Regions from separate parts of the Mus musculus genome. Here all the other regions are linked to region 1. Evidence: chromatin contacts called from public Hi-C, HiChIP or PLAC-seq and promoter capture Hi-C data. All regions are on one chromosome and are shown on one strand. Each heading gives the region's core, a stretch centred on a gene start, on an enhancer-like site or on the middle of the called end of the contact. The rest is flanking DNA. Distances are from core to core; before and after follow the strand shown.

Region 1 (2,837 bases), core at 97-2,596:
TCCTGGGAACAGAACTGCTATTCACACTCACACTGCACCAACTCACAATATTCCCAACTCTCCTGCCTTTGTAAAACAGAGCTGGAAAATAGTCAATAGTCAATAAATGTTAATCTTCAGCAACTGTTTTGTTAACACATACATGAAGGTCCATATGTAGAACGGGAGCACGCTAAATTGTATAACAGCAATAAACACTTCCTGAGCATCTTCTAGCACAGAGCACTGGCTTACATAGTAGTATGCAAACGCTCCCATTAGAGGTCTTCTGCGTTTGGTTTAGTGAAGACTCCACTTCGGATGCCTTCCCTGTCTGTCGACCTTGGGAATTCTTAACCAACAGTTTCCCAACGTTAAGGGAAGAAAACGAGTAACTGGCATCTAAATTCATTTAGGAAAGGCCTCCCTTCCCAGATGAGAGGAAGTTTAGTAGCTAATAAGCAGCAAATGATACAGAAATGATACACTCAGAAAGATGGTATTTTTTTAAAAAAAAAGACTCCTCCGAGAAAAATGGACGTGACAATACAAAAAATTAAAAACACAAGATCTAGGGCTGTCAGTGCATGTCCCCTGAAACACACTAGGTTGTTGTGCTCTGGTGGTGGGAACATAGACTCCAGGCTGTTCAGGGCTACATTTTTTAGAATCTAACACCTCCCTGGCATCTCTTTAAACAGCAAGGCTGGCAACCACTCTCCCCAACCCGCAGGACCTCGTCCCCTCTCAGGGGAAAAACAGATTTGGTATGTAAACTGATCATTCGACATCGGAATCTAATTACTACCTTCAAATTACAATCAAAGATCAGAGGCCACCCTGACACCTTTTAGGGACAGTGACGTCAGTAAAGAGCCAGCAGCCCAAAGGTCAAAAAGGTCAAGATAGTTTTCCTCTGGAGGCCGCAAGCCCCAGTGAGCTCAGGATGCTAAACTAAGCAGAGAGGAGGCGGAGCTTCAAGCTTTTGAGTGGCGGCTCTCCTAGCCAATGGGAATGTCGCTCTCACAGCACGCGGAGGTCCTGCCCTCGCAGCACGCGGTACTCACTTTCCCCACTTCGGCGTTGCCCATGGAGATGACTTTGATGCGGAGGGACTTGGCGGGCTCCTTCCTCTTCGGCACGTTGGTCTCCATCGCCCTCGCTCTGCCGGGGCCGCGGGTTGTGGTGTCCTTACGCACCCAGCCAGCCTGGAGTCCCTCAGGCCTCCTCGCCCAATGACGGAGCCGCTGTGCTCGTCACCACCCTGGCTCCGCGGCTCGCCATCCCCACCGCTGCCTGGCCGCGGACGGACGAGGGCGGTTGGGAAGCGGCGAGCCGCGGAGGGCGAGCGGAGTCTCGCGATGACTGCGCGCCGTGACGTCATTGCGGGGCCCGGGAGGACTGGGTCTTGGGGTCCTGTTGGGCCAGTGCGGCCCGGTTGCAGGCGATTGGGGTTTCTTTGCCTGGCATCAAGATTGGTCTGTACATGGTGGCAGAAATAGAGCGGCTGTCACGGGGAGTTTTTGACATTTAGTGTAAGGCCCAGTCATGCCAAAGGCTTTTTTTTTCCTGGAATCTTCACCGATGGGTGCCTCTGCTGCCATCCTCCTCTCCGTCAGTACAGTGACTGCAGACTACAGTTTCTGCAGAGGACTGAGCCCAGGATCACAGTGGATTCTGCGGATGTCCCAGTCACCTAAAGATGGTATCCGAGCAAACGCACGCTTTAATTCTGGCACTCAGGAGGCAGAGGCAGGCGGATCTCTATGAGTTCAAGGCCAGGTGGAGCTATATTGTGCAATCCTGTTTCAAAATAAATATATAAAAACCTTTATGTATAAATTGTACATGTGTAGAAAGCTTTATGTAACTTATGCACATCCTCAGCCTACTTGTGTCATCTCACATTATCTGCCCCACTGTCTTAGGGTTACTGTTGCTGTGAAGAAACACCATAACCAAGGCAACTTGGGGAGAAAAGGGTTTAACTTGGCTTACACATCAAAAAAAATTTGGACAGGAGAGATAGGAAAGGAAGCTGGGGGCAGGAGCTGATGCAGAGGCTGTGGAGGAGTGCTGCCTAGTGGCTTGCTCCTCATGGCTCCGTTCAGCCTGCTTTCTTACAGAAGTGAGTTTCTTGGCTTCTACCCAAAACCCAAGAAAGCCAGCATAACTACTCAATACAAAGTAAATGCTATTACAATGTAAATATCATTCTTATGTAAATAGTTGTTAGTCTATATTGTTGTCCTTTAGGGAATAATCACACACAAAAAAGTATCTGTTTAGTACATAATCACCCCTCCCCTGATTATTCTTAATGGACGGTTGCTTCAATCTGCAGACAGCCTGCAAAGGCTTCATCGAAGAAGGTAGCATCAGATGAGAATTGGGAGTCTGACCCTGGTTCTGGAAAAGGACCTTGAACAAGACTCTTTCCTGGTTGAAAACCAGAGTTGCCTTTTGGAGCAGAGGCAGTGTGTGTGTGTGTGTGTGTGTGTGTGTTAATTTTCCCTCTCTGGCATCAGTCTAATGGCCCCCATCCTCAGGAGGAAGACTGGCTGGATAGTTCTTAAGGTTTGTCCAGCTCTGTGATGGTGTGGGATTCTCACAGCTGCCAACATCCAGGCTTAACCCAGAATCTTGTTCCCTTTCCCCTTACCTGACAAGATAAGGTAGATAAGGTAGAATCATAAATTTTACGATAACTTCTTATGGAAAGCAACTGTTAGAATGAAAGTCAGTCTGACAGACACACTATTCTTTTAGTCAATAATTTCAGTTACAGATGTAAACAGAGATTGACAAAGATGGCTGACAATTTCTCAGTAATCCCAAGGTGAAGGTTTCTGCTCCCA
Region 2 (3,134 bases), core at 301-2,800, 320 kb after region 1:
GATGTTGCACTGCTCCAAGAATATGTATTTCTCTATTGTGTATCTGGTGGAAGGATAAGGCCCCCAACAGGTCTGCATATGGTCCCTCTGCAGAGAACTGGCATCTGTTTGTTTCTACACCATGATGGGAAACTCAGGACCCATATATAACCTGTCTCACTGCAGAGACCTATGCGGTCTTCTAGGATTGCCAAGATTCTCTAAGTGAATCAACAGTATTGGGAGGGGGTAGTAGTGTGCATTTGGCTTTCAATCATGATTTTGTCTCTACCTGAATCACTGTTATATAGAAGCTAAGACGAACTTCTGGACTCAAAAGGGTAGAAGGCAAGGTGTTTATTTTTCTTGGTGCAAAGAAGAAAGCATATTGAATTTCTGGAACGAAGCACAACGTACTATGACTTACAATAAACTCAAAGAACAAAAAGAAAGTTGATATATAAAATCTTAGTTAAGAAAGTTCATACATTCTAAGACTAGAATTCTCCAGTCTTTTCCTGGGTTGGCTACCCCTATGTAAGATGGTCTCTCCATTGGGTCCCCAAAACCAATTCTCAGATAAATGGTCAGAAACCTCACTAAGAGAAAAGTGTCTCATGGACAGTACCAAATACTCAGGTTGCACATAAGAAACAAGACTAGATAGGACCTGGAGGACGTGGTTAAAAAGGTAAGGCTAGGTCAGTAAGAGGGTGAGAGCTCAAACCTACCAATCAGTGATAGTCTAGAATGCAACAAGGCGAACTGAAATTCCACTTCTATGATAATACCTTGTTCAGTAACACTCCTCCTGGAGCTGAAGAGATGGCTCTGTGTCTGAGAGCACAGGCCCCTCTTCTAGAGGAGCAGAGAGTATGGTGCTCAGCACCTCTGAGCCAGTGGTGATTCCAACCCATATCTGCCTGGCTAGATCAGCTGGAGTTTTAGCTGCACAGTTCTAGGTATCTAGAAGGTATTTCTCTGTAACATGGCCAAGAATATTACAGCCAAGACCACACCTAACCCAGAATAATCTCTTTCCACTGTTTTCTTGGCAGGGACATTTATTTTCCCAGATTCTGGGGTTCTAAATCTAGAATCCATGGCTTACTCTGTCTTGTCTTTGGCTGTTTTTTTGTTTTTGTTTTTTAATGATATCTGGATAGTAGGTAGCATTCTGGAAAGAGTGTGTGTTCGGGAGGATTTCTCTAGTCTAGTGTGTGTGAGTTTCCTAGGGAACATGGGGAACAGTTTTCATATCATATACACATTACAGTCAGGAAAGCAAAATACAGAAATACAGTATATGATGGAAATAAGATAGAAGAAAGCCTCTTAGCTTGTCTTTTATGGAATGATCAAAACAGAGGCATACCCCTCAGATCCAAGAATTATTTCTCCTTTCTAATCATTCTCACTAAAAACTTCCTGCCAGTGTTCACAGAGCTCTATGAGAACATAATTATATTTCCTCTTTTTACAAAATGAAACCAAAACCAAAACAAGGAACTGCTGGGGCCCTGCAGGGAGCATAGGAGCAAGAGGGATAAACATGCACTCTGGGTAGACGTCCACACGCCATCTGCAGGCCACTGGATCCAGCCGACAGCTGTGCGTGCAGAGACTGAGGCCCAGGGCAAAGGCTGTGGGGTTACCTTGAAGTACATCAATTCATCCACTCACCAAAAGCCAAGGTTTTGCAGACTTAGGAGGCAGGAGTGTAACTGAGGCTCAGGATGACAATGATCTGACTTCTATTTCCATATTTAAGGCATTGTGCCAACCAAGAAGTTACATTCCTACTAACCAGAAAATTATGTCCCTACTATTTGAGAATGGAATTTGTGTTCGTTTCTTTTGAATGCTCTAACAGACTGAGCATTAAACAGACTCTGATATATGTGGCAGAGCATTGCGAGTCAGAGTCAATGTAACTCCTGGCTGTGTTGGAAGTCGATCCAGGCTTCTGTTATGGGGTGAGAAACATGGGAGCTGTATGAGAGGAGCATAGAAATCCTTCATGGAAAGCTGGACCCCAGGCCATGGACACATACATGGACAGCTTAATTTTAATTGAGCCTTAAGAGATCCAGAAGTGCCGGGTGGTGGTGGCGCATGCCTTTAATCCCAGCACTTGGGAGGCAGAGGCAGAGAGGCAGAGGCAGAGAGGCAGAGGCAGAGAGGCAGAGAGGCAGAGAGGCAGAGGCAGGCAGATTTCTGAGTTCAAGGCCAGAGAGAGAGAGAGAGAGAGAGAGAGAGAGAGAGAGAGAGAGAGAGAGAGAGAGAGAGATAGATCCATATATCCAGAAGTGATATGATATGTTATACTGGGGGGAAATACACATCTGAGATGTCTCCTAAGGGAGCTGGGATGTTTAGTCCTTCCAGATCTGGAGTGATCTGGACTGTATCCAGATGAACATAGTCATTGCTGTCTGTCTGTCTGTCTGTCCGCCCGCCCGCCCGTCCGTCCGTCCATCCATCTATCTATCTATTCACCTATCTATTTATAGAAAGAGTCTATATTGTCCTGGGTGTCCTGGAACTTGCTCTGTAGACCAGGCTGGCCTCTAAATCACAGAGATTCACCACCTCTGCCTCCTCATTGCAGGGATTAAAAGTGTGTGCCACCACACAGAGCTGAAATTTGTTTTTCTGACTCCTTGTAAAGAGGATTTCTTCGTCACAACTCAGTCTCCTGAATGGATCTGCCTATTTCTTGAGAGTAGCTGGACCAGAATTGCTGCTACAGGCACGTGAACTGGTTATGTTCCTCACAATTAATACAATGATTAACTTGTGCAGTCTTCTTGCTAATGGTGGTTTTCCCTCAGCAAATATTTATTGAGTATCTGCAGTGCAGCAGGCTGGGTTAGAGACTGGAAACACAACAGTAAAGAGAGCTGGCAAGGTCCTTTAATTACAGACTCATGATGGTTGGGTCATGATTAACCCTAAATCAGCCAGTCTAGTGGAATGAGCTTCTTAAACTACGGGGTGAGTGAGCAGTCTGATCTGAAGAAGCCATGAGGAAAGAGAAGAAAAGAGAATGAGGGAAGAGAGACAGAAGGATTGCTAGGTAAGGTCACTCAAGGTGCTGAGAGAGTGGCTGGGGCTGAAGGCAAGGCCTCAATAAGGTGTGCTTATCTATTTAT
Region 3 (2,990 bases), core at 325-2,824, 510 kb before region 1:
TGTTACTCTGTTTTTGTAAAAATGCATTTTTAAAGTACAAATCCAATCCCCTGAATGTACATATCTCCTCACACTCAGGAAATATCGGGATTTGAGCCTTTGGATATGTTGAACATTTTTTTAACTTCGTTAAATGGTTACCAGCATTACTTGGAACAGCAGCAGCACACCAGTCATAAGAATAACCGCCAACGTAATGGCAAGCACATAACTGAATTTTGCAGGCCTCCCATCAACTTGTATAAATGTTGTAGGCCATGTTTCTAGATTGCTTTTAGGTTTTAGCACTGGATGACAATACAGCAAACCGTGAAAGGGAAGTTAGCAATTTCTCAAAGGCTTAAGCACCTAGTTTGGCCTCCAGTCTGTACTACCTAAACTAAGCTAACAACACAAAATTCCAAGTGACACCTTGCGTCCCCTGAGGAAGTAGGAAACGCCGTGAAACAGACAAGAAGCACGGAGTACGGCAGTAATTTCTGTGTCAACTTGAATTCCTATTGTAAAGTAGCTGGGTCTATCCAAAATGTTCCTGTTCGTTATGAATGCAAGTTTCAAATGAGTGTATTTGCCACGGACAATCACTGAATAACACAGAGCATGACCAATACCTGCAAACAGTGTCTTTCAGCAGAATGAAACTTGCAGCCTCGGTTTACCTACTCACTATGCACTTGTAGGTGCCTCTTCTCCCTTAAATAAGCAGTGAACTTTGGCTACAGAGACTCCTCGCTGTGCTTCCTATATATACCCTAGAAATGCATAATGCAGAAGTCAGCGCTTAACAGTTCTCAACTTTAGCTGTTATAACGCGAGCAGTGGACGCCAAGCATCCGCCCACTGTCCTCTCGTGACTCCGGCTACTTTGACGCACCGGGATGCGGCTCACCTGACACTCTGCAGCAACCCTGACCAAGGAGGAAAAAGAAAAGAAAGGAAGAAAGAAAGAAAAGAAAAGTCAACTAAGCCAAAATAAAATAGGTCCCCAAGGCAACGCGCACCCAGCCCAGATGCCCCTAAGGAAAGCCCGGAACCCGGTCGCCACCAGCGATAGGCGGAGGCCGTCACCTGCCAAGCGAGGCCGCGGCAAGGGGCCCGGGCTTCCCGGCCTCTGAGAGGAGCGGCCCGCCCGCCCCGCGGCGGAGGCAGGAACCCCGGGGCCGGAGGTTTCCGCCCGGCACGGCCGTCCTCGGCCGGGGCCTAGGGCGGGGGCCGCACGCGCTTCCGAGGACTGAACCCGGCGGTGCGCGGCGCGCAGCCCCCTCTGCCCGGCCCGTGGAACCCCGGGGGCGGCGGCGGCCGCACCTGCCCCGCGCCCCTCGGCCGCGCCGACGGGCGGCTTCACCCACCTGGCGCCTCGCGCACGTCCCGGCGCGACCCCGCGCGCTCCTCGACACCGGCGCGTGGGCGCGGCCAAGCTCCGGGAAGACCCTGCCGTGCCGCGGCCGCCGCCGCCGGGTCAGTCGTCAGGCCGGCCGCAGCGAACCTGTTGCGCAGCCTGTCACGGCTGCTGGGCTCTCAGCCGGCGCCGCCTCAGCCCCACAACAACATGGCGGCCGCGGCCTCCGCAGGAAGCCGGGGGGCGGGGAGGCGAGCGACGGGCGGGCAGTGACGGCCCGCCCGCCTAGCCGCGGGACACCTACTCCTCACCGTGGGGAGCGTGACACTGCGTGGCGCTCCTCCTCGCCCCCGGAACCGTGGAAGGCGTGGGCCGAAATGCTTCTCCTCCCGCCAGGTCCCGAAGCTCCGCGGCTGACAGCCCTTCCAGGAGCTGCCAAGACCCCCCACCTGGCTCCTCCTCTTCGAGGTGACTTGCCGGGGACTGGGTGGGACATTTCCTGCCACAGGACCCTAAGGTTTTGGAAAGGGCCAAGAGATGTCCAGGACATCCCCGTTGGACCACACATGGAGCTTGCTGTCTCTCAAGCTGGAACCTTCTTATTCACTGAAGGTCTCTTCGTTAACATGTGAGCAAGCCTTTCCTGAGAATGGGGAAGTTAGAGGTGCAAAGGAGTTGCCTCCACCTTTGCTGCAGATCCTTCTCAAGGACTCTCCTTAAAGGATTTTACCACACCCAAGAGTTAGCTGTCCATTCACCATCACACACACACACACACACACAGAGAGAGAGAGAGAGAGAGAGAAAGAGAGAGAGACAGAGACACAGAGACAGAGACAGAGACAGAGACTGAGAAAAAGCATCCCTCTGTTCACACACAAGAGCAAGCTCATGACAGACAGGAAGACCGTCCCGGACTTTTCTGCTTGCAGAAGCTAAACATCCTTACCCATCTAATAGGAGAAACTCATACTTAGAACTTATTTCTATTCTGTGGTTTCCTCACTCAAATCACCATTCTTTATCTGCTGTTTGACAGAGGCAACAGCACCCCCTGGACAAAAAAAAAGCTTTCTTAAGGTTGAGGATGAGGAAATGATGGTCCCTAATGGGCAAAATGGGAGTGTAAGGTTTCCATGGAAGGAAGTGTACTGAGATGCAAAACTCATAACGTAAACTGGTGCGTGCCTGTAACCCCTGCACACAGAGAACGAGTCGCATCAGTCTGACTGCTGAGAAGGATTGTGAATTTGAGGTCAGTCTAGGCTATATAAAAATTGTTTTTTAAAAATCCCATAAATAAATGGATGTTTTCAAACATTAGTATCCCTATGATTTCAATTGAAATGTGAGAGATATGTGTAGATCAGATGACCCCAGGCTTCACTGACCCCTGTTGGGGCTGATGCAGATAGAAAGTCTGACTTGAAAGAGATTGCGGAGATGCTCAGGGCCAACTGAACTGGACAACCAACTCTTAGGAGGAATTTAGCAAACATTGATGGTGATAAACAGGGTTTTCTTGCTCTCACGGTGTTTTCTTAACTCTTCAATTAGCCCTTGGCTTGCATTTTGGTGTTCGGGACTTGGTAACATTCACCTTGCCTTCTTTCTGTTGAGGTTGCTGGATCCTTGAGAGGAGGGCGGTGGG
Region 4 (2,854 bases), core at 287-2,786, 340 kb after region 1:
AGCTAGCCTGAGGTACATGCGACAGTGTCTCAAAAACAACAACAAACTCCAACAACTTATCACCAAACACCAAAACACTGGTTATGTGTATGTTACAACACCAATGCTGTATAATGAAAAGCGATCTGTGATATACTGATACATGCAAACCTACATTTACCCTCAGCACTGGCTGGGGACCTTTAGCAACTTTAATGTGCCTCTTTTCTCATTTACAAAATCATATTAGGAATCATATCTATCCACTAGAATTGCCTTGAGTACCAGGTAAACACCCAGGCAGGGAGCTGGAGAGATGGCTCAGCAGTTAGAGCACCTGCTGCTCTTCTAGGAGGATTGGAGTTCAGCATCCACAATGAGCAGCTCGTATATGTAACTCAAGCTCCAGGGACTGATGTCTTCATCAAGAACAAATACAGACACACACACACATACAGACACACACACACACACACACACACACACACACACACACACACACAATGGATTACAGAATAAGCCAGTTACAGCCTAGACTACATAGCAAAGCCCTATGGAGTAGGGGGAGAAAGGTTTAATACTGGAGAATGAGGACCCCATTTGGGAATGAAGAGTGGATCCACTTAATGTTGCAGCCCTTCTAATCCTAAGAGAGATGGTGCATCTCACAGTAGTATCCTTTCAGGCTTAGGGGTCTCACACAGCTGGCAGCTACCGGATACAAGATCCCTTTAGTTGGATTGGATAGACAATACACATCCAAGGCAAGTCAACAGTCAGCCGGATGTAGCCCAGTATGCATTTCTGCAGCCTCCTGAAAGAGAGACCAGTGGTTTTGACCTCTATGAATCTGACAGGAGGAGTCTACAGAGATGCCCCTGAGAGCACTACACTGTGCATCCCTGGGCGGTCTGCCCACAATCTAACCTCCTAGAGGGTAAGTGAAGGCTAAGGGTTATTAACCTCACCACAGAATCCAATAATACTGTTTAAGATGGTGCTTCCCAGGCTGACTGTAAATCAGAACGCTGTGAATTTCCTCCCTTTGTGTTTTTCCTTCAGTAAAGACAGCTGGGCCCTAAACCCAGAGGTTGTGGCTCAGTAGATCAGAAGCAAAGCCTCCATAGTTTAAAGTGCTTCATGTATGACCACATTATGCAGTGACTATTTTAGTGGGGCCTGCAGTCGCTACATGTATCCAAACCCCAGCTGAGATACCGTGGACCCCTAAAGGTTGAGAAATCATGAGGATGTTCCTGAGACAGTGTGCCTCAAGCAACCACGATGACGATGCTATGAAGGTTTGGTGTGGCTGTGGGGACAGCCTCTCGGAAATGTCTAAACCTGAGGCAGATTGACAATGGTAGTGCTGGCCTCCCCAGCTTACCTTTCCTGTAAAGAGTTTTAGGGTTTGTTTGTTTGTTTGTTGTTGTAGTTTGGTTTCTTTTCCTGTGAGAAACCCTTAAAAGAAAAATCCCGTCCGGTGCTCACGGGTTAAGGCTCGAGAAGCAAGAATCTGCCATCTCTGTTATGATTCAGCACACACTGCAGGGGTTTCCGGTTCCTTTTTTTAAAAAAGAAACTTAGGCACTCGAGGGAAACAAATGAGCCCTCCTGGCCCATCTGTGAGAGGTGCAGTGCTTTTCCTCAAGGGTCAGCGTGAGGCACTGCCTGGTCTGCTGGGCACCAAGCTGCTCAGTGTCTACAGGAGAGGCACTCACAGGGTATGCGTGCGCTGCAGGTACAAATGACTGAATGGTCCCTCTGTGGGAGAAGGTCTCTGAGAAAAATCGATTCGAAGCCTATCTAGCAGCCTATAAATAAGCTCGTGGTGCCCTACCCTCACTGGATGCAAAGCACTTGTCACAGGTCGATTAGAGGATTAGGTGCTCTGTGTTAGGTGAAGAGGAGTGCAGAGAGGCCTGATAGTTAGCAAAGTAAACCAAGATGAAAGGGACCCTTTCTGAGCTGCCATCACTTTCATGACAATTCAACATCAGGCAATGGAAACCAGCAGGTGCAAACATCCTTATCTGGGTTCATGGCAAAGGAGACCAGGACCCCAGGGTGAAAAGGCTTTGCCTCTTGTTTACAGAATTTTAAAGGGCCATGTAAGGTCAATGGGGCTATTTCAGAGCATTAAGCACACTTATTAGGATTCAGCCACAGTGCAGTACATCTCAACTCACTGACTCATGAATCTGAATTCTAAAATTACCTGACCAATTATGACCGGCCGAGGGCATGTGTAAGATTTAACCAGCTCTTCCATACTGCTCTGTATTTTTCCTAGTCTATTCCATTCCACAGCCTTCAGAGTTGCAGCATCTGAGTCACATATGTGATCTGATTGTCTGGGGAAAAGCAGCAGCCTTGGCATACCCCACCCGCCATGAACGAACCAACGAACGAACAAGAGACCTAACTGTCAAATCTGACATGCTGCTTCTGTCCCGCCTCACTCCTCTCCAGCACCAGCCTCTAAGCTCTGCCACTTCCACTTACAAGAGATGCCAGGGCTTGGGGGATGGACTGGTTCTTTGTTCCTGGTTAGTGTCTGAGAGTCCATGGTTTTGATTCTAGGTCATCCTTCCTTTCATTTTATTCTTTGCTTTTGCTTTTTGTTCAGTTCTTTCCTCCAGAACCTTAACCTTCAACAGTTAAATTATCAGTGCTTGAGAGATAAAAAGGGCATCCCTCATCCAGACGGGCCACTCAAAAAATGCAACGATGGGTGGTTATCTCTCAGGCCACAGGAAACAGGACTGTTCTGAATAATCAATTAGCTAAGATATGCAAAGCACTTAGAAGAATGACCTCCACCCAGTGCATATTCAGTAAGTGTAAGCCATTAGCACTACTCTTAGCAAGCATC
Region 5 (3,161 bases), core at 249-2,748, 310 kb before region 1:
AATCTCACTAAATGTGTGTGTGTGTGTGTATGTATATGTGTGTGTGTGTGTGTTTGTATATTCACACACATATACTTTTAAAATTGGTACATATAGAATAAAACTTCTGTCATTAACCAAATCATTTCTCATTAAAGTCATTCTGGACTTATTTTTTTATATGTTGAAGCAGAACTTGCTAGATTATGAAGAATCATGAAGATGAATTTTGGTGAGCTAATGGGAATGTTCATGGTAGCAATCACATGGGTGATTTTTTATGGTTACAACTCTTTGTTCTGTACATTTAAATTGGGTATGTTTATTGTGTAATAATTACTTAGATAACATTAAAATGGTGTGTGAAATCACACTTCTTCCAAATTTTCATTTTAAGAACTGAATTCCCAAGGAAGTAGTTTTCAGTTATCCATTACCAAATATGAAAGTAAGCATAAATCATGTAAGAGAGGCCAGAATCTATAAAGTCCAGGCTTTCATAGAACTGACTTTTTAGTGGAAGAGACAGATAAAGAATGTAAAATATGTAACTTCAGGTAATTGAGTCTTTTTTTTGTTTTTACTTTTTATTTATTTATTTTTTACTAGATATTTTCTTTATATACATTTCAAATGCTATCCCAAAAGTTCCCCATACCCTCCCTCCACCCCTACCCACCCACTCTCGCTTCTTGGCCCTGGCGTTCCCCTGTATTGGGGTATATAAAGTTTGCAATACCAAGGGGCCTCTCTTCCCAGTGATGGCCGACTAGGTCATATTCTGCTACATATGCAGCTAGAGACACGAGCTCTAGGGGTACTGGTTAGTTCATATTGTTGTTCCACCTATAGGGCTGCAGACTCCTTCAGCTCCTTGGGAGCTTATTCTAGCTTCTCCATTGGGGGCCCTGTGTTCCATCCAATAGCTGACCGTGAGCATCCACTTCTGTATTTGCCAGGCACTGGCATAGCCTCATACAAGACAGCTATAACAGGGTCCCTTCATCAAAATCTTGCTGGCATATGCAATAGTGTCTGGGTTTGGTGGCTGATTATGGGATGGAGCCCCGGGTGGGGTGGTCTCTGGATAGTCCATCCTTTCGTCTTAGCTCCAAACTTTGTCTCTGTAACTCCTTTCATGGGTATTTTGTTCCCTATTCTAAGGAGGAATGAAGTATCTACCCATCGGTCTTCCCTCTTCTTGATTTTCTTGTGTTTTGCAAGTTGGTAATTGAGTCTTATGAAGAACGAGAAACAGATTGGTGTGAGACCTGGTCGGTCCTTCCTTCAGGGAGCCTGGGAAGCCCGAGAGGCAGCGGAGCTCTGGCGCTCGGTCATGCTCCTTTCGTCTGAGGAGCACTGAGCTCACTGCAGTTAGAAGAGCCCTGGAACTTACAGTTATGGATTACACAGAATATGTAATATGGAAATGAAGAGAATGATGTAGCACAGCAGGGGAGGGGGCACTTTTGTAAAGGGAGGCAGGCAGGAAAAACAGTAGAGAATGACTCAGCACAGTGGGGTGTGGGGAGGATATAGTCCAGTTTTGTAAAGGGAAGCAGGTGGGAAACATGGCCCGTTCTCTTTCTTCTCCTTTTGGAACTTTGAAGACAAAAAAATGATGTATTTCTCTAATTGTTCTTCACTTCCTGTGGCTCCCATGATTATGTGTCTTTTCAGATTTGATTGTTTCTATTGATTTGTCTTCAAGTTCACTTTTCATTCTTCACGAATCTTCATTTGCTAATAAGTTAATCCTGTAAGCTTAATTTTGAATATTGTATTTTTACTTCTGAAATATCCATTTGTAACTATGTTCTGTTTCTTTGCTAAAGCTCTGTGTTTTCCATCTGCTTCAGCTGTGTTCATAGCTGTGTTCTGGACCACTTTCCTGTTGCTGCTGCTGCTGCTGCTCGCAGACCCTTCCCGGATCAGTCATGTATTTGCAGCAGCTTGGTAGCAGGATTTACTAATTTTCTCACCTATGTGGAGATTTTCCAGAAATGGTTTCATTCTTTCATAATGAGAATATTTTAAAGACAAATTAGGAAAATATGACTAAAGAAGAAAATAAAACCATTTGAGCTGTGTATGCTCAGTGTTTTTCTCTGTAAAGCAGAAATAATGCCAACAAGTTACTTATTGTAAAAATTTTTACATAGGAACATATGGGTTGAATATACAGCCCTAGCCAAAGAATATGACAGATGTTCAGAAAATATTTAATTTGCTTTTTTTCTGATCATGGCATTTTGAAATTATTACCTCAACAAAGTAGCATTTCAAGGGAAAAATCACTCTTTAAAGAAAATGCTAATATATCTCCCCTCCCCCACAGTTCTCTAAGTCATCTTCTTTAATATAGAGATCACCCTGTTTCTTGACCTTGGCTTAGCTTTTCTAGGTGAATAAACCCTTTGTTGTTAATGAGGAAAATGGACTGTGGTTGTACTCGTACCTTACAAAAGCATTAACTCCAAGGACATTCTATGTCTAAAAATGTAAATTGTGAATTCATAAAGCTTTAGGTAGAAAACAAACCTTCATAGCTTAAGGGTAGGACAGAGTTCTTAGACAAGAAACCAGCAGTGTGGTCTGTTAAAGAAGAGTGGCAGATTGAGCTTCATAAAAATTAAAAGCTTTTGCTACAAAAGACACCATTTTGAGAATGAAAGTACCATCTTCAGACTGAAAAGTATTTTCAAATGACATACCTAGTAAGGACTTGTATCAAACTCATGCAAAGAACTCTCAAACCTCTATAATAAAGAAACAGCCAATTTCAAAATGAACAAAATGGGGATTGTAGGAGATGGCTAAAAGTCAGTAAGTGCTTTTTTTTTTTTAGTTTTTTTTTCCGAGACAGGGTTTCTCTGTGTAGCCCTGGCTATCCTGGAACTCACTTTGTAGACCAGGCTGGCCTCGAACTCAGAAATCCGCCTGCCTGTGCCTCCCGAGTGCTGGGATTAAAGGCGTGCGCCACCACACCTGGCCAGTAAGTGCTTTCTATGTAAACATAAGGACTTGAATTTGGATCCCTAGCATCTATTTGAAAGATTGGGTGTTATAGTCCCAGTGCTGGACAGTGGAGGGAGAAGCATGCCTGGGACCTGCTGCGCAGGCAATTTAGGCAAATCATGTGCTTCTAGGTTCAGTGAGAGACTCTGCCTCAAAAAAATCAG
Region 6 (3,084 bases), core at 34-2,533, 510 kb after region 1:
GCCTGGGTTACCTGAAGAGGCAAAAAGAGAATCCGAGGACCAAAGGAAGTCCAGCGATCATCCCTAACTCTACAGAGACTGACACTCAAGCCCCTGCTTCCTCCATCCATTCTGCAGTGGGCATCCACTGTAGGGCTGCTGGGATCCAGGCCACATCCGGAGGACTGAACAGAAAACAGGCACGGAGCTTAATTCTAGCTGGGAAGGCAAGATTCTTCTTCCAGATTTCTTCTCCCCCTCCCCACCCCTCTTTTAAATGTCAGTAAGATCCTTCAAATCTCTTCTCAATAGTTCCCACCAGCTTTCCTCAACTATCTTACTTTCTCCACAAACCAAGCAACTTACGGCTCCAGTTTCCCAGGGCTGGGAAAATCCTAAAGGGACCTGAAGTGAACAGAACAGGAAACATGAAATAGAGCACTTTACATTTTGTGTGCATACTTTCACAGCCGAACTGTCAGCACTTCAACAGCAAAAGATGGCTGAGAGTGATAAAGTCGTGACCCAGGCGCTGACCGCGGTTCTCTCCTGCTCCGTAGCTAATCAATAAACGCTTGCAGAGAATGCTGGAAGGTCTCCCTGATTCCCTAAGGCCTGGCACAGAAATTTAACAGCAAGCATTCGTCAGCTGCATCCTCCCTCTTCTCCGGACACTGTGCCCAACAGGGGTGACCTGGGTGGACAGGTTCGTCTACCGGGAGCCTCGGGGGACACTGAGAGGTGATCTGGAATGAATTCCCTTCCCTCTGCCAGGGCCTGCCTACCTCACCTGCCCTCTGCCAGGACCTGCCGCCTTCGCCCCCTTCAGCACCTAACGCGGAGCCTCCTCCCCGCCAGCCGGGCTCAGGATGCATCAGCAGCGCGCGCAGCCCGGCTCTGCGCTCCGCGGGCCCCCGCGCGCGCGGGTGACCGGAGAGCCCTCCCCGGCCCGGCGTGCTGTCTCCCAAGGGTCGCCGCTCCAGGGCCGCGCACTCCGCCACCCCGCAGCCCTCCTTCTCGCTCCTCCAGCCCCGGCGGACTCCCCACCTGGCTCGCTTCCCGGCCGGAGCTGAGGGGCCGTCGCGTGGCTCTCCGGCGGCCGCAGCCTCCTCCAACCCGGCCCCCTCGGCTGAGGCGGCTGAAGCAGCAAGCAGCGACTGAGGCGGCGGCGCCCACTCAGGCCCCGGAGCCGCCCCCGCGGCGAACGGAACGGCGCCGGCTCGCGCCGCTTCCCCGCCCGGCACGCGCAGCGAGCCCGCCCCCGGCGCGAGGGCGCGAGGGCGCGAGGGCGAGGGCGGGTGCGCGCGGAGGGCGGGCGCGCGGAGGGGCGGGGCTTCCGCCGCGAGAGGGGGCGGGGAGGCGGCCGAGTGCCCTCCCGCGGGTTCGCGCGCCCCCTCCGGGCCTCTGCTGTGCGCCGGCCGCGGAGGTGGAGGTGGACTTGCCCTTCCACTCCACAGGTAGCTGCCGGGCGGCTGCGTGCTGCGCCGACGTGACTGCACCTTAAGGAATGCGAAGAAACACCCGGTGAATCATTGCCTCGAGCGCGGGTCCTCCCCCGAGTGACTTTCCACATTGCCTCAGCAGGCTCGCTGAGCCCTGACTCCGCGCCTGGTGCCCGATGGACACGATCCGGGTCACGGCCCCTGGTCCCCAAGAATGCATAACTTAGGGAGAAGAGCAGCCTTGCGAAGGACCGAGTCTGGTCCCCTGCGCAAAGCCAAGCCACAGCCGGATGCGGTGAGAGGATGAAGGAGAGACATTACTTTCCGCTTAGTTGTTCAGTAGTTCCTAAAAGTGGGACTATTTAGACATTAAACAGCTTGAGCAACGGAGCAGGGGCGACAAAGCTTCATTTATTTATCTAGCATCTATTTATTTATTTATTCATTACCAACTCTTTTTTTTTTTTTTTTGGTTTTGGTTTTTCGAGACAGGGTTTCTCTGTGTAGCCCTGACTGTCCTGGAACTCACTTTGTAGACCAGGCTGGCCTCGAACTCAGAAATCCGCCTGACTCTGCCTCCCTAGTGCTGGGATTAAAGGCGTGCGCCACTACCCCCCCCCCCCCCCCCCGCTTCATATCATTTTTTTAAAGGACTTTATTTTATGTGTATGAGTGTTTGGGCTGCAATGTGTGTGCACCCTGTGAGTGCCACCCCGAGGCCAGAAGAGTGTGAAATGACACCTGGATGCTGGGGAATCAAACCCAGGTCCTCTGATAACATAGCAAGTGCTCTTAACTACTTAGCTATCTCTCCAGCCCCTCATATTGCCATTTTTTATAGAAGCTTTTCCAAACTCTCTAGGGACATCAAAGTCTTCTTTTAATGGCTCAAAAGATAAATGTTTTCCCTCAACTTTAAGACAGCGGCATGATCCATTAGACTTTTGGTGCGTGTGGATGTGCACATGTTAAGGAAAGCAGCAGTAGGCCTGTGTGCTTTAGGGATGCTTTTTGAAGCCTTCTGGCACCTTATGGAAAGGCAGATCATGCCACCTGCTTCAATCAGACTGGCAGCCTGCCTCTAGGACACCCTTTTCCTCCTCTTCTCACAATCTATTTTTAAATTCCCATGGTGAAGGCAGTGCTGTGCTGATAACTTAGAGTAAGTGAGGTTTTTTGTGTGAGAGGGGATACATTACTTTTCACACATGAATTGTGTGACTGTTTTGCATGTTTGGAAGAGTCTCACTGGTTGCTAGGTGGTGGCTGCTGTAACCATGTAAGGATCCTCAGACTATGTCAAGAGACCTTTAGTTTCTTACCATGTGTTGAGCTCCTACTATGGGGAAGGCATTGATGGGTAAAAACCTTGACTCTGTTGCAAAGAGGTAGAGTATGAAACTGAAGCTACAGGAACCAGCACGGTGCCTCAGACACCTGGAGCATTCAGAACCTGGAGGCAGGAGCTGAAGCAGAGACCCTGGAGGAACCGTGCTTACTCCATAGCCAGCTCAGTCAGATTTCTTCTGTGACTCAGGACCATCTGCCCAAGGACATCACAACCCACAGTAGGCTCAACCCTCCTACATCAATCATTAATGAAAAACAAAACACTTTTTTTTCCTACGGACTTCCTGCATGTCAATCTGAAGGAAACATTACT
Region 7 (2,808 bases), core at 83-2,582, 470 kb before region 1:
TTGCATGGATGGGTAACATTGTTCCCAGAAAGCTATGGCCTTTAAATTAAAATGCCAGGGCCCCCAAAACAATCCAGCTATTGACACTACTGGTTGCCCATGAGAACTAGACAGTAACCCCTACTGCTAAGAGCACACATATCTCGCCCATAGGATGGAGAGAAATCAAGCTGGGACTAAGCTAGAAGGTCCCTCCCTAGTAGCTAGCTTCTCAAGTGCTTGCAGATGCAAAATCTGGGTGACTGGGAAAGAAAAATCATAAGCAATCTTACTCAGCTGTAAGGCCTGCAATGTACAACTCACCAGGCAGGGTGTGCCAAACAGTATAATAATGGCATGGCTACTTAGAGGGTAACCAACCACTTTCTGCTTGCATTCTGGAGGCATTCCTGCATAATATTATAAAATTGATCAGTAAGACCATGGCTGGGGAGACCATAGGCCCTAACCAAGGAAACTGTGGCTGTTAATTTACTAAACAGGCCTACTGTGCCCATCAGACTACCTTTTCAATATTTAGGTTTTGTCCATGGAGTCGTGCTACTGTCAGCCTTGGTCAGGGAAGCTTGTTTTTGCAATAGGTGACAGTTACTTCAGAAACTCATGACTGGTCAAAGGGCTGAGAGTCAGATACGCTCAGGGATCAGCCCCAGTGAGACAGTGCCACCTCTGAGGCTCAGGGGACACCTCTGACGGAGGAGTGGAAAGAAAGGAGCCAGTCTTCTGAACTTGACACCCCCAGCATCGGTGCCTGCAAAAGACCACCAATGTTCCCACATGGGTAGGTGAAAGACGTACTAGATCCATTAGACCTATTGATGCTATAAGATGACCTGTTGATGGCATAAGAGAGACGTTTGCTTCTCTGGAGTAGGTAAGTTGCTGGTGTTCTGGTAATATATAACCCCTCACCGATGCTCATTCAAGCAACACTACTTAAAGGCAGTCAGACACATCAAACACAAAGGGGGACCTAGAAAAGAAAGGGGGAACGGGACAAGAGAAGACAATGAGGTAAAAATTCATTATATACATTTATGGAATTAGGAGAAATAATTAACTCTTAAAAGAAACACCTGTTCAATAATGAGTTGCTCCTTTGTTTTAGCTTTTACAAAGCAAGTATATAACCTCAAATTTTAACTGTGTGATTTTTTTTTTTAGTATGACGACCTCAAATAAAAAAATTGAGAAGATGTCACCTCAGGACTATTTGGGTTGAAAGTAACACAATGTGCAGCTAAAGATGGCTCGGCCCCACCCATAATGTGCCATTTCAGATGTCTAGAAGCACCGGGCTGGCTGGCTCTTCTCACCTTTCCTGTTGTTGTCACAAGATGGCGCCAATGCTCAAATTAGCGCCTCAGGGAGCCAAGAGGAAGGAGGAAAGGCGAGCAAAGGGGCTTTCTCTTAATTCTAAGTCTCCCTAAGTAGAAAGAAAAATGGAGGCTACCAGCAGAATTCACGGACAACTTCATTACACGTCCCTTTTTAGGGACAGAGAGAAAGAGGAGCGCCGTGGTTTACCAAGATCGTACAGCACTTCAGAGAAATTAAGACATTCATTTACATATTTAATGTTTTGTGTTTGCTGTTGTTTTAATCAAGAAAGGTGTGGAAAGAGCTTTTGGGTTAGGCTATGGGTAGTGCCTGCCAGAGGGGCTCACGTTGGATACCTGATCTCAAGCCAACGTGTGAGCCAAGGCCGATTCAGAAATGGTTTTTCTTCCTTTGATAATACTTACTTATTCTCTGCAGTGACTTAGAAAAATGATTGAACTAAATTCCCTGCCATCAGAGACTTGATGAATACTGAGATTAACAATAAAACTATTTTTAAAAGTCACTGCTTCGAAGCCAAACTTCTTACTCTAGCTCTCACCGGGTTGTACGAACCACCTCTAATTTACATATTACAGAAGAGAGAGAGCCTTACATGGAGAATAAATCATTTTCAAACTAGACATTCCATCCAGAACTGACAGTAGTTGGTTCTCAGCACGTCTTTTATGTCTGACATGCTTTTAGAAGAGTAATCATATTCCCAGTGACTCTCAGGATAAAATTTTCTTCATAAAGCTCATTTTATGGAGGTTTTTTTTTTTTTTTTTTTGTTCTGAAGAATAAAGCAATTATTCTTTCCTTTTGAAATTACATGTCAAATCCAGAAACATCAATTTCTTTAATATATTAACATGGAGTGATTGGGGTAATTCTCTCTTGTATCCTTTCCACTCTCCTTCGGGGTCCCTTGCTTGTTTTGGCAGACCCTCACTCCTACTAGATTTCCATTGCACACCAATTATCCCCGCTCCAGCTGCCCACAGACAGCTGTTCTTACTGCCCTCCACGAAGGCCCCCTCCTGTGGTAACCCTTGCTTCCCCAGGACGGCTACTTCGCCCAGGCTTTATGCCTGGCTTGGGCGCAGAACTTCTGCTCGGAGCAAAGCCTCTGCTCTGGTAAAGAGTTTCAAATGGAGCCGCTCAGAAGTGGCGGTGGGTGCTGGGATCTTGCACCACAACGTGTAGGACCTGCTAGAGTGTTCCCGAGGGGATATGAGCCCGCCAATCGCTATGGCGATGATGATAGTCTGAGAGCTGATAGTCTGGTAACATACTTTCTTTTCTTTTCTTTCTTTCTTTTTTTTTTTTTTTTCGAGACAGGGTTTCTCTGTGTAGCCCTGGCTCTCCTGGAACTCACTCTGTAGACCAGGCTGGCCTCGAACTCAGAAATCCGCCTGCCTCTGCCTCCCAAGTGCTGGGATTAAAGGCGTGCGCCACCAACGCCCGGCTCTCCTTTTCTTTTCT

What was found. Promoter capture Hi-C pulls out the DNA fragments that hold promoters and counts their contacts. HiChIP or PLAC-seq counts read pairs in DNA pulled down with a chosen protein or histone mark. Hi-C and Micro-C count contacts between places; a contact is called where the count stands out from the background.
Region 2: a Hi-C map of uterus shows a contact between it and region 1, with 8 times the contacts expected there. The contact joins the enhancer-like site here to the promoter of Dnajc27 in region 1. A contact is called at or near these places in 15 of 39 promoter capture datasets (the 3T3-L1 cell line, the C10 cell line, the HPC-7 cell line and 7 more), 1 of 15 datasets of contacts at CTCF or cohesin (pro-B cells), 6 of 484 Hi-C or Micro-C datasets (Sertoli cells, cortical neurons, ganglionic eminence and 3 more), 5 of 115 datasets of contacts at active chromatin or transcription factors (bone marrow-derived macrophages, embryonic stem cells, large pre-B cells and 2 more) and 3 of 9 other capture datasets (adipose tissue, embryonic stem cells and pancreatic islet).
Region 3: a contact with region 1 is called in an H3K27ac HiChIP or PLAC-seq map of microglia, with 6 times the contacts expected there. The contact joins the promoter of Itsn2 here to the promoter of Dnajc27 in region 1. A contact is called at or near these places in 7 of 39 promoter capture datasets (the 3T3-L1 cell line, cranial neural crest, frontonasal cranial neural crest and 3 more), 5 of 115 datasets of contacts at active chromatin or transcription factors (the NIH/3T3 cell line, astrocytes, effector CD8 T cells and 2 more) and 2 of 9 other capture datasets (adipose tissue and liver).
Region 4: a contact with region 1 is called in a CTCF HiChIP or PLAC-seq map of CD8 T cells, with 5 read pairs. The contact joins the enhancer-like site here to the promoter of Dnajc27 in region 1. A contact is called at or near these places in 10 of 39 promoter capture datasets (the 3T3-L1 cell line, the C10 cell line, the HPC-7 cell line and 5 more), 2 of 15 datasets of contacts at CTCF or cohesin (CD8 T cells and pro-B cells), 2 of 484 Hi-C or Micro-C datasets (pro-B cells and uterus) and 5 of 115 datasets of contacts at active chromatin or transcription factors (bone marrow-derived macrophages, large pre-B cells, memory CD8 T cells and 2 more).
Region 5: a promoter capture Hi-C map of stem cell-derived epiblast-like cells shows a contact between it and region 1, with 4 times the contacts expected there. The contact joins the enhancer-like site here to the promoter of Dnajc27 in region 1. A contact is called at or near these places in 3 of 39 promoter capture datasets (embryonic stem cells and stem cell-derived epiblast-like cells), 2 of 15 datasets of contacts at CTCF or cohesin (embryonic stem cells and pro-B cells), 5 of 484 Hi-C or Micro-C datasets (the C10 cell line, the HPC-7 cell line and embryonic stem cells), 4 of 115 datasets of contacts at active chromatin or transcription factors (embryonic stem cells and epiblast stem cells) and 1 of 9 other capture datasets (adipose tissue).
Region 6: a contact with region 1 is called in a promoter capture Hi-C map of pre-B cells, with 4 times the contacts expected there. The contact joins the promoter of Dtnb here to the promoter of Dnajc27 in region 1. A contact is called at or near these places in 16 of 39 promoter capture datasets (the 3T3-L1 cell line, 3T3-L1-derived adipocytes, the C10 cell line and 10 more), 4 of 484 Hi-C or Micro-C datasets (CD4 T cells, CD8 T cells, cerebral cortex and 1 more), 2 of 115 datasets of contacts at active chromatin or transcription factors (large pre-B cells and stem cell-derived neural progenitor cells) and 2 of 9 other capture datasets (adipose tissue and liver).
Region 7: an H3K4me3 HiChIP or PLAC-seq map of the SCID.adh cell line shows a contact between it and region 1, with 7 times the contacts expected there. The contact joins the enhancer-like site here to the promoter of Dnajc27 in region 1. A contact is called at or near these places in 10 of 39 promoter capture datasets (the 3T3-L1 cell line, 3T3-L1-derived adipocytes, the C10 cell line and 6 more), 2 of 15 datasets of contacts at CTCF or cohesin (the NIH/3T3 cell line and pro-B cells), 14 of 484 Hi-C or Micro-C datasets (B cells, the C10 cell line, the HL-1 cell line and 10 more), 19 of 115 datasets of contacts at active chromatin or transcription factors (the 230-238 cell line, the SCID.adh cell line, cardiomyocytes and 8 more) and 2 of 9 other capture datasets (adipose tissue and liver).

The regions. Positions count from the first base shown.
Region 1 is chr12:4,081,083-4,083,919 of GRCm38.p6, reverse strand. It overlaps Dnajc27 (DnaJ heat shock protein family (Hsp40) member C27), which reads right to left and starts at 1,346. Exons shown (of 7, transcript NM_153082.4): 1 at 1,047-1,346. The coding sequence starts at 1,133.
Region 2 is chr12:3,758,022-3,761,155 of GRCm38.p6, reverse strand. All of the region lies in intron 15 of Dtnb (dystrobrevin, beta), which reads right to left. Among named protein-coding and RNA genes, the nearest start is that of Dnmt3a, 47 kb to the left of the region's middle. Within about 2 kb of position 1,550, at least 112 of the 459 cell types and tissues checked have an H3K27ac peak or open chromatin away from gene starts, as enhancers often do. A contact at or near this core is called in the HPC-7 cell line, adipose tissue, bone marrow-derived macrophages and 6 more, where this site is marked.
Region 3 is chr12:4,591,592-4,594,581 of GRCm38.p6, reverse strand. Itsn2 (intersectin 2) reads right to left here and starts at 1,574. Exons shown (of 40, transcript NM_001198968.2): 1 at 1,350-1,574. Gm3625 (predicted gene 3625) reads left to right here and starts at 851. Exons shown (of 1, transcript NR_169069.1): 1 at 851-2,990.
Region 4 is chr12:3,738,928-3,741,781 of GRCm38.p6, reverse strand. All of the region lies in intron 12 of Dtnb (dystrobrevin, beta), which reads right to left. Among named protein-coding and RNA genes, the nearest start is that of Dnmt3a, 67 kb to the left of the region's middle. Within about 2 kb of position 1,536, at least 127 of the 459 cell types and tissues checked have an H3K27ac peak or open chromatin away from gene starts, as enhancers often do. A contact at or near this core is called in CD8 T cells, the HPC-7 cell line, bone marrow-derived macrophages and 6 more, where this site is marked.
Region 5 is chr12:4,394,713-4,397,873 of GRCm38.p6, reverse strand. All of the region lies in intron 2 of Ncoa1 (nuclear receptor coactivator 1), which reads left to right. Among named protein-coding and RNA genes, the nearest start is that of Gm51963, 63 kb to the left of the region's middle. Within about 2 kb of position 1,498, at least 10 of the 459 cell types and tissues checked have an H3K27ac peak or open chromatin away from gene starts, as enhancers often do. A contact at or near this core is called in stem cell-derived epiblast-like cells, where this site is marked.
Region 6 is chr12:3,570,590-3,573,673 of GRCm38.p6, reverse strand. Dtnb (dystrobrevin, beta) reads right to left here and starts at 1,283. Exons shown (of 18, transcript NM_001162465.2): 1 at 1,027-1,283.
Region 7 is chr12:4,547,360-4,550,167 of GRCm38.p6, reverse strand. No RefSeq gene overlaps it. Among named protein-coding and RNA genes, the nearest start is that of Gm46332, 21 kb to the left of the region's middle. Within about 2 kb of position 1,332, at least 28 of the 459 cell types and tissues checked have an H3K27ac peak or open chromatin away from gene starts, as enhancers often do. A contact at or near this core is called in the P5424 cell line, the SCID.adh cell line, adipose tissue and 2 more, where this site is marked.